Regions from separate parts of the Arachis hypogaea genome. Here region 2 is linked to region 1. A link is a contact called in public Hi-C data. All regions are on one chromosome and are shown on one strand. Each heading gives the region's core, a stretch centred on a gene start, on an enhancer-like site or on the middle of the called end of the contact. The rest is flanking DNA. Distances are from core to core; before and after follow the strand shown. Region 1 has its middle 31 kb from the start of LOC112778303. Region 2 holds the start of LOC112776340 (17.4 kDa class III heat shock protein).

What was found. Hi-C and Micro-C count contacts between places; a contact is called where the count stands out from the background.
Region 2: a contact with region 1 is called in a Hi-C map of an unstated tissue, with 6 times the contacts expected there. The contact joins the promoter of LOC112776340 here to the enhancer-like site in region 1. A contact is called at or near these places in 2 of 8 Hi-C or Micro-C datasets (leaf and an unstated tissue).

The regions. Positions count from the first base shown.
Region 1 is chr19:21,328,977-21,334,542 of arahy.Tifrunner.gnm2.J5K5, forward strand. No RefSeq gene overlaps it. Among protein-coding and RNA genes, the nearest start is that of LOC112778303, 31 kb to the right of the region's middle. Within about 2 kb of position 1,570, at least 3 of the 3 cell types and tissues checked have open chromatin away from gene starts, as enhancers often do.
Region 2 is chr19:21,373,217-21,378,703 of arahy.Tifrunner.gnm2.J5K5, forward strand. LOC112776340 (17.4 kDa class III heat shock protein) reads left to right here and starts at 3,146. Exons shown (of 2, transcript XM_025820472.2): 1 at 3,146-3,750; 2 at 4,088-4,534. The coding sequence starts at 3,547. The coding sequence ends at 4,345. LOC112776339 (protein SLOW WALKER 2) reads right to left here. Exons shown (of 17, transcript XM_025820470.3): 17 at 4,536-5,342. The coding sequence ends at 4,707.

The DNA.
Region 1 (5,566 bases), core at 320-2,819:
ATAATCACACTATTATATGTGGCCAAATCATGGAGTGACACGTGTCACTAACAGCCCACGTCATCAAACTATGTCATCATATTGTTAATCAGAGACCATTTTAAAATTTAACTCAATCTTTTTGTTTTGTCTATTAAACTCATTTGGTACACCTAATACCATAGAGTATGATAGTATAAGGCCCAATAGTATAAGAAAGAACTATCAATCTATCATGCAACTTGTAAAAAAAATAAAATAAAAAATTAGTCACATGTGTTAGAATAAAAAGTAGATATTAAAAATATCTAAAAGTAAAGTGGTTTTTTTTTTAAATAAGTTAAATGTTAGACTCTTCACAATCAACAAAAGTTTAGTCAAATTTTCATTTTATTTATGATAAAAAAATATTTAAAATTTAAAATGAAATTTTATCACACTATAATTAAACAAATTATATTATACAAAGTATTAGATAGTGCAACAAAGAGTGAACATAAATATAAATTCGTGTGATATAGACCATTGAGCGACTACATATGTACGAATAAAATAAATAATAAATATATAAAAAAAAAGTTGAATTAGTGTCTATTGTAGAGAAGATGGTATCTCATCACAAGAAATTTGGATATGTAATAAGAAGATTGATAGAATATCTGATTAAGAAGGTGGATGAGATGGAAAGTAAACAAGAAAAATGATAAAACAAAATCCAAAAAAATAATATAAGAGGTGGTCAAAAAAATATACATGTAAACAATTTTACTATAAACATGATAAATGATAAGACATAATAACATCATTTAATCTATATAACTTATCCCATCTAATGAGATAAGACTTTATTATTATTTTTATAGCATAAAAAATATAAAATAAAAATAAAAATATTATGTGTGATGCATATTTTACTCAAAATTAATTTTAATCTTCACTTTTTATCCAAATTCATTTTTTTAAACAAAAATTATATTAAAGAAGATGTTATAACAAATAATACAGAAGAAGAAGATTAAAGCCGAAAAATTGGAGAGAAAATATATTAGACTATTAGTAACTTAACAAATTTAAATGACATGGATTGAATTAAAATTTATTTTGTACATTAAGCATAAAATTAAATCAAGTTAAACATACCGTAATTTAAAGCTTTTCAAAAATTAGGAGATAAGAATCATGCTTTACTTTTTATTAAATTATATGCGTCAAATTTCAATTAAGAATTCATTAAGTGGTGTAAAAATAGCACTTCAAATTTCAAATTTTTATTCGGTTTATTTTTTAATAACTCAATCATTTTCTGATCAATAAAATTTTGAAATTTAACAAATTAAAAAAAAAAAAAAACTTGTCAACCATTAAGTTCGATGTCGAATATTATCAACTCTTTTCAAGGTTTTTGGTTTTTCCCAAATTAGAAATTACTATTTAGGGCCACTTTTCTTTTTTGGTATTATTTAGGGTCACTTTTATGCATTAGCTCATACTAACGAGTTTTATTTTTGGCCCAATACCTAGGGCCGATTCTGTTGTTCACTATCTAAGGCTTAAATCTTTTCTGCATAACTCTCCTTCTATAAGATAAACTTGCTCTTCTGATTTTTTGGGCCTTTCGCCCCGTTATATATATATATGGGTATCGCACAAGTTTTTGGTAGTACAACGTTTAGTTAAAATATTTTGAGATGCTGAAATTTGAGGCTTATATTTTTAGGAATGGAAGTTGTTATCTTATCCTTATTAGTTATGGAAAAGTGAAATGTTTCAATTCAATATGGAGTTGAATTTTTTTTTTTTTTTAATTAAATCACTAAATCGAGGCCGCAAATTCGCATGAGGCAAAATGTGAATAGAAATTGGAGGCTTAGATTTTTAGCAAGGTGAGTTCAAAATGTGGGAATTAGAGGGTCTGATTTGGGGATTAATTTTTTTTTATCTAAAAATAAATTGGTGGGTCAATTTTGTAAATTAAAAAATTAATTTTAAAAATAAAAAATTGGGTAGTTAGATTTATAAATTTTAAAAAAAAATTAAATTTAAAAACATTAAATTTAAGGATTAAATTTATGAGCTATATATAATTCAGTTGGGCCAATTGCACATAGTTCATCTTTTCTTTAACTCTTTCCTTCTTTTTCAACCTTTACTACTAGTGAGAACGAGAATGGTACTGAGTAAAAAAAAAAAAATTGATGATAGAATTATGTTAAAAGTATATTATCATGATAAAATTTTATTACAAACACTGAGGGAATGAGATTTATATATGAGAATTTGTTTGATGTCGTTGTTTCTTTTACATTATCATTTGAAGAACTAAAATGTATGATTTGTGAAAGGATAAATCCTCAAATATCAAAGAAGATATCATGTATTTTTTGTAGGCATCCTATATCAGTATTTGGTTGGTTTATTACCGACGAGAAGCGACCATGCAAGAGATGTATGTTTTCAATCTATTATGAAAGCTAGATCACAAGTGTTGTTTATTGAGTTCGAACAATCTAAAGACGATCAAAATATCAAATGGAGAGACTGCAACAGTGATAGTGAGGAGAAGTTTGAAAGTAACTATGAGGATGTTGATCTAAATGAAGACGAGAATCAAGCTGATGGCATATAGAGGCAAATGTGGTAGATATGGCTAATGTACTAACAAACCAGCATCTGTTTGAGGTATAAAACCTGGTTAATTAATGCATAATTAATCCACAAATTAAAATTTATTCTAAAAAGTTAGAAATGTGATTTTTATGGTTTAATATGATAGAAAAAATTAAAACAAGAATTTCGACACTAATTTTAAAGAATTTAGTCCAAGATTGGGCCAAACGGGCCAACCGGACCCGTGTTGGACCCAAGACCCAGCCAAGTCTCATTAAACAAAAGGGTTTAGCACCCTCTTCTTCCCCACATAAGCAAAACACGTTGAAAGGGAAAGGGGGAGCATGAAACCCTTTCCCTCATTCAACTCAAACTTCATTCGATCATAACTTTTAATCCGGAGCTCCGATCGCCACACTGTTTACGACCACGCGACCACGTCGCTGAGCTTTACAAAGCCCACAACTTTATTCAAGAGGTAAGCCACGAATCCCTTCCAGATTTCTCAGCTTTGATTTTGAAATTATTAGGTTAAAATATTGAGATTTTGGACTCTTTAATGTTATAGGATCCAACTAGCTTGAAGAGAAAGCTTAATCTTGCCTCTTTGATACTTGGGTGTGGTAAGATTTCTCAACCCTAAGTCAAATTCTTGAGTTGTTGTGACTAGATATTGAGTTTATATGTGTGGATGCATATTATGTGTATTAGGCAATGTATATGTAAGTGGGTTGGAGCTTGTTAGTGATTTTGGAAGCTTGGAAGTGGATTTCAAGCTGGAAATTCTGTTGGTGAGGTGTTGAGTCTCAAAAGCTTGAGGAAAAAGTGAAATTGGAAGTGTTCCGGGTTGAGCAGGGAATTGGCCAAGGTATGATTTCGGTTTCCTGTATCTAAAATATAATGTAATGTGAAAACTTAGGATAGTGACCCTAGGATAGGAATTGAATTTGTGATGATGGTTGATTGGTTGAAATGGATAATATTGATTATGTTATTATTGGTTTTGGAGGGTTAATTGATGTTCTTGATTGATGATGCATGTGAGTTTTATATGATGATGATACTTGGTATGTATAAAGGTTGAATTAAAGTTAAAATTTATGCTTGATATGGATAATTGATCTTGTATGTTGATCATTGTGGAGTTAGAAATCTTGGTGGTGGGGTTTGATGAAAATGGAAGGTTGGTATTTGATGATGTATATTATGGATTGTGAAATTAGATTATTGAGTTAAAATTGATGAAATAGAGAATTGATGTGTTACGGAATGAATAAGGAAGTTGGAATGTGGTTGAGGTTAAATTGGTATGGTTTTGAGTGAATTAAAGAGGTTTGAAAAGTGTATGTTTGAGAATTGAGGCTTGGTTGTTTTTGTGAAAAATCATGATTTTGGCCCAACTTTGGGAGAGTATAACTTGGTCTCCGGACCTCTGATTGGTGTCAAACATATTTAAAATAATATTTGGTTCGAGATATTTATGCCGTTCAAAGAACGGAGGAAAAATATTTTAAAACGAGGAAGTTATGCTCGATTAAAGTTTGGTGTGTAAACTGAAAAATGTGGGCTTAGTAGCTTTTTGGTGCTACTGCAATATATGCATACGCATACACTCCATACGCAGGCAAAAATGCACGCTCACGCGTACGCGTGACCTGAAGATTCTACGTACGTGAAATCCTCATGCACGACCAGTCGATTATGCCTAGTTTGCATGCGTACGCGAGAAGAGCTATGCGTATGCATCTTGGCCCAAACGCGCACCCACGCGTACGCGTGACCCAGTTTTCATCAGCAATGAAATTTTGTGTTTTAAAACCTAATTTTAAACCTCTAAGCCTCTATTTTCATCCTTTTAGTCCTAAATCCTTATAGTATGCCTAGTAATGAGAAGAAGTCAGGAAGGGTGGTAGCTTGAGGATAAAGTAAGGGTAGAGTTAATGATGAATTATGATTAATGATGATTGTATGAGTTGCTGAGGGTGATGGTAGAAGTGCAGTGTATGTCGTGAGCTGAAGGGCTGTATTTGATAATGATTTATGGCTGGTTATGGATTATGTTATGAGCCGGATGACTATGATAAATTTGATTTATGGCTGATAATGAATATATGAATTTGGATGATTGTATTATCTTGAGTCCTCTTTCTCGAAAGTGCGACCCCAGAGAGATGATGGAAGGTGAGGATCCACTTCCTTGTTCCTCCTGGTATTGTAAAATCGCCTCCAGCGAGATGGTGGGAGGTTAGGATCCCCTCCTTAGTTCCTCCTGGATATATGAGAACATACCTCCTGGGTAGACGCAAGGGTTATGGTTTTTCCCCACTTGCTCCAGGTTGGTTAGTATAGAGGCTCCCCGGGTGGACGCAAGAGTTGTGGTTTCGCCCCACTTGCTCCGGATTATGATGAGTGATGTATAAAAAGTGTAATTATGTGATGTATAAGTGATTATATGGTCATAATGAATGATTATGACATGTTTATGAATGAATACTAAATGACTATCTGAGATACGAGTTTTCCTGGGTGAAAGCAGTGACTAGCCACCACGTGCTCTAGGTTGAGACTCGATACTCTACTGACCCTATGTCGTAAGTGTGGCCGGACACTGTGAAAGTTTCAGATGAGCTCGCCCCCGTGGATAAAGACCAGTGTGGGTGTTGTATGATTATGATTATGATTATGTTTATGATTGAGAATTACTCGAGTTGGGGAAGCACGATAAAGGGATAGTCCAATGGTTAGCTACCAGGACTTGTCGGGTTGGCTTTATAATCGACAGATGAGACTCATCAGCCACTAGGACAGGCATGCATCATATACATCTATATGTTTGTTTGGTGTGATTTATATGGATTACCTAAGTGACTGCATAAACTATTTGCTACCTGCTTTATTTGTTGTTATATGCCTTCTATTTATGATTTTCTTGCTTGAAATAATTTTGTTTGTGGCACTTTGGTTCCATTGGTGGTTGGGA
Region 2 (5,487 bases), core at 1,896-4,395, 46 kb after region 1:
CACTAATTAGTTGTTTCTCCTCTCACTGACACACTCACTAACCGCGCACCGAGACTTAGCCCTTCGATACTAAACCCCCAATTTCAACTGGAACCCTAGTTCTTCAATCACTATACCCAGAACCAATCTTTATCAATTTTTTCACGAAATTGCATTATCGATTCTTTTTTCATGTTAATTACTCTAACTTTATGCGCCAAATGATTTATTGCATTTAATTAGTGGAGTTACTGTATCATTAGAAGAGTCAATGTCCACTCTCTATATTCAAACGTCATAGATGTGCTTCCCGCATTGGTTCACACGTTATAGCCATCTTAGCCATCAATATGCATCTGTCACCACAGACGGCATTATATATATATTATGTGAAATGACTAAAAAAATTATATGAAAAATAAATTATTAAAGGTATTTAAATAAATTTAATAATTTGAAATTAGTGGTAACGGGACGAGAATCTCCTCTCGAGTCTTTGTGTTTGCCCAGAAGAATTTTGTCCTCATCCCTATTTTCACAGAGAAAATTTCTCATCTTCAAATCTTCATTTAGAGCTGTTCCCGCAAAATTTTGTCATTCTTTCTCTTAACACTCCAAAATTTAATTAATGTTAATTATAATTAGTAATTTTTAATCATCCTCAAATCTTCTATTCAAAAATTAGATATCAAATTATAAACACTATAAAATTGGCCACTGAGAATTATTTTTAAAAATCTATTGGTCACATGTTGGTTTCTCTGTCCATTGTGGCATGCTACTTGTGGCACCCTAGTCGTTCCAATAAGAAACTTATCTTAATTAAGCTATCACCAAGAGCATATAATAAGATTCAGATACATAATATTTATCAGAGCATCTATGTGGTTTCAGAATTGATTAGGGGACAAAGTATCAAACACCATGGCCATAGTGATTCTGTTGCGTGTATTTAAGTAGCAAATCTTCCTTCCTAGTGATTATATGTCTATAATAGACATGCATAGTTGTAATTTACACATTTCCTCAAACTTTCCTCGTGCTGATTTTTGTATGAATATTACTACAATGATGATCTTCTTCTGTCGTTTCTTACATTATTATTATTATTATTATTATTATTATTATTATTATTCACAGTATCATCTAATCTGAGAGACTAAAAACTAATTTATTATGGATTTGATTTCTATTTAAGAATTTGTAACTAATTTATTATATTAATTTTTTTTAATTTGAAGTATTTATTGCCCTTAGGATATAAACTTGACTGAAATGTGACAAAATAAATACTATTTTGCCTCGTTCTTTTTAGGAAAAGTATTTAAAGGTGAGAGATCATACTTTACCTTCTAAAGTAAAAATTCAAAATTTAAAAGATCCAAATTCATTCAAATCATACTTAAGATAAAAGTAATCCACACTAAAACAAAAATCAATATAGTAATAAGAAACAACACAATAAAATTATACTATACAAACCCAAAAACAAAAAGTTATAGTATCAACAATGGCCAACTCTAAACCTCTAAATGAAAATCTAATTCGCTACGAATTGAGAAATATCATAAACAAAAAAAAAATATCATACCTACTACTTTTTTGATAATAAACAAAACTCTTGTTGGTTATCTATACTTTTCCTTTCTCTTATATTTTTTCTTGTTTTTACCTATGAATTAAATGGTGAAAGATCATACTTTATTTTTTAAAGTAAAATTTAAAATTTAGAGGATTCAAATCCGATTGAAATAGTTAGAAATGACAAAATGGTTAAGTTTCCTGGTTTTGTTAAAGATTTATTGATAAAAATCGTTGTTTTTGGTCCCGAAAAAAATAACTGAGATTCTATCTATTTCTGGGTACAATGATGTTTTCTGTCATGGGTTTCGTACAATGTTATCTGCATATCATATCAAAGCGGAATCCCAACAAGCCCAAAGTGTAGATGCAGCAGCAGCCCATGATATCTTTTCATTTACGGCCCGAAAACATATTTCTTTTTCATTTATCGTTAATAAATGCAACTGTCAGTCCAAGAAAAAAAAAACAAATGCAACTCTTGGTCTAATTTTTGTTTGTAAACTTTTCGTCAATAATTTTTGTTGTATGAGATATTGAAATTTAAAAGTAGGAAAAAAACTAAAAGTTATCTTATTATAGAAAAATGATCACGTATTCCTGTAAGGTTTGTTTGGATGTTGAAAAGAAAATAAGAAGAAAGAAAATGGAAAGAAAAGTTGAGTTATTTGTGTGTTGTTTGGATGAACAAAAAATAAATGGAAAGAAATTAAAGAGAAAATTTTTTTTTGTTTGGATGGAAAGAAAAATGAGAAGAAAGAAAATCATAATAGTATAAAATTACATTAATACCCTTATCATAAAATAAAGTATAAGTGTTTTTATTTATTCATGTTTTATTATATTTTATAAATATTATAAAATATTATAATTTTATATATTTGATTTAAATTATTTATCTAATACATATAATATTTAAATATAAATTTTTATTATAATAATATATTAAAACTAAATTTATATTAATATTTGTTAATAATAATATAACTAAGGGTAGTATTGCAAATACAAAAATATAGTACTTTTCTTCTTGTTTTCTTACTTGTGATGGAAAGAAAATTTTTTTAGTGGGATCCATATAAAAAATTTTTTTCCTTCCTATTTTCTTTCATAACCTAACAAAATAAAATATCATTTTTCATCCATTTTTTTTTTTCATCCATTTTTTTTCCACTCATTTTCTATCAAACCAAACATAGTGTAAAAGAGTGGAATATGATACTCTATATACGAACCCATAGCCAAGTATAAATTTAACGGTAACCACTAAATTAACCTTGGCTACAATGTGATTTGTCACAACTGACCCGCTGAGAAATAAAATCGTTGGGTCGTGGCTAAAAATGGTTGAATAAAAAGTGCACTTGCAGGCTGCAGCTGTGTGAATGTGACTTATTCTATTTTATGCAAACCCAATTAAATGGTATTTGTTGTCTGCTGCGTATAGCTATGTTTGATAAAAATTTATTATCAACTTCCACTATTAAAAATAAGTTTCTTTTTGTTAATAGAATTGCCTCTAATACAATAATGCAAATGGCTTATTTTTTATCTTTTAAATACACATATTGATTAATAAAAATATGCAAAAATCCTTAATAAAATAAATTAACACTTGATTTTTCAATTTTTTTTTAAAATACATCAATTTTGCATCATTCGTCGAATTTGATGGCACGTAAATGCATCCGTCGAACTGAAAGGGAAGATGGCAAATTTTTTTTAAGATTAAGACACGTATGATAAAAACACGAAGCGCAATCGAGCTTCCACAATTTTCCGGAGAGCTCCACGTGTAACCAGATATCCAAACGATCCTTCCAGAATGTTTGCTTTACCACTCTCGAACTTTCCTTACTCCTTTCCACTTTCTCATAATCTCATTATATAAGCAATAAACCCATCCAAAAAACTTTCGAACTCGATTTCTGAGAGAGCAAAAAGAACCCACATAAAAATTCCTGTTCGGAGTGATAATTTGTAAAGATGGCGAGTATTGTTGACTCGTTCAATCTGTTCAATTTGCCAGAGGCAGTGGAAAAAATGTTGTTCCCTACTCATCATAGCCATGACCATGACCACGCTCGAGAGGGCAGGGTAGTATCAAACATTCCAGTGGATATTTTGGACAATCCCAAAGAGTATGTGTTCTTCATGGATGTTCCGGGTCTCTCCAAATCTGAAATTCAGGTACTTATGTTCTTCATAGATGTCATTGATTTCTTAAGAGGCGTTAATAATGAAATGTTAGTTAGGTTTGGATAAATTAAAAAATTGATGCGATTTGTGTTTTCAATTTTTAAAAGTTAGAAGTATTTTTAAAGAAAGTTTTTCAAAAGTTAATTTAAGTTTAAATCAACATTAAAAGATTTAATATAATTTTATATATTAAAAAATATTGTAAACAATAATATAATATTATTTTTATATTAATATTTATTATAATATTTTTAAATTTAATTTTATGATAGCACAATTTTATAATTTTATAATATTAATTTATTTTTCAACTAACTGAGCAATGCAGGTAACCGTGGAAGATGAGAACGCACTTGTTATTAGGAGCAACGGGAAAAGGAAACGTGAAGACGGTGACGACGAAGGCTGCAAGTACCTAAGGCTGGAGAGGAGAGCACCACACAAATTGCAAAGGAAGTTTCGTCTGCCTGAGAACGCTAACCCCTCCGCTATCACAGCCAAGTGTGAGAACGGGGTTCTTACTGTTACTGTTGAGAAACACCCTCCACCAACGAAATCTAAAACAGTTGAAATTGCCATTGCTTGAAGAATAGGTGGTAGATGCAGAAGCTTGGACTTGGAATATTTTGTTTATTGATTGTTCTTACTCCTTTCCCCTCTCTAGGGTGCTTTTAGGTTTGTTCTTATGGTTTGCATAGTTGGCAGTGACGCTAGTATTTATGTACTGGTTTCCACGTAATGAAAATGTTAATGAAATTATGACGCTAGTATAAAACTAAGTCTAAAATCAATTCATTTTATAGAATTAACGAATAACGATACACAAAATTTCGATATGACGTTACAAAAGCATAGCATGCAAAACTGGTATTGTGGTCTATGTGTGCTAACGACGCTGCCAAGCATCAATGTAAGCATCAATGTAAAATCAGAACAATGCAATGAGTCTATTTTTTACTCTTTTTGGACTTGTGTTTTTTTCCGGCGGGTTTTTCCCGTGTCCTGTGACTCTCGTCACCATCCTCTTCCATTAGATGCTCATAATCTTCGTAACTTGCAAACGGAGATGCCTTTTCACTCTTGCGTTTTCGTTTTTGTTTTCTTTTGTCGACTTCATCCTCATCAAAATCAACATCTGAGGCATCGTCAATATCTCCGATCTCAATGTCGTCGTTGTCGTCGTCGTCGTCATCGTCATCAATCGTGGCGTCGTCGTCATCATCAATGGCATCGTCAGCCTCTCCTCCTGACATATCCGACGGTATATCGGCATCACCAATCAAGTCATCGTCTTCCTCTTCAGCGACATTGTCTAAATCATCATAATCATAACTGTCCGGTTCAGCAGTATCCAAGAGATTCTCGATCTCTTCATTATCGCTCTCATCCCCACCTTCAACCTCCTCGTCATCGTCAAAGAAGTCAGCATCCTCATCATCAGCTGACTTCTTTTTCTTCTTCTTCTTCGGTTTAGAGCTCATTTTGTTTGTATAGAATTTGTGGAAGACGAGATCTTCTGGGGGCACATCTTCTTCGGCGAGTGAAAGAATTTCTTTGCCAATCAAGTGGTTGTTAATGTCCATCTGCAAAACAGAGTTCAGAAGTTTTTTCCGGAGAGAAACTATAGGAGATAGGGAATCAACTTAGATAGTCACCGTAAGTTAACTTTTTCTTTTTTTAATTTTAATTTTTTTTTAAGGTAGACTTACTTGTAGTTGACATGAGAAG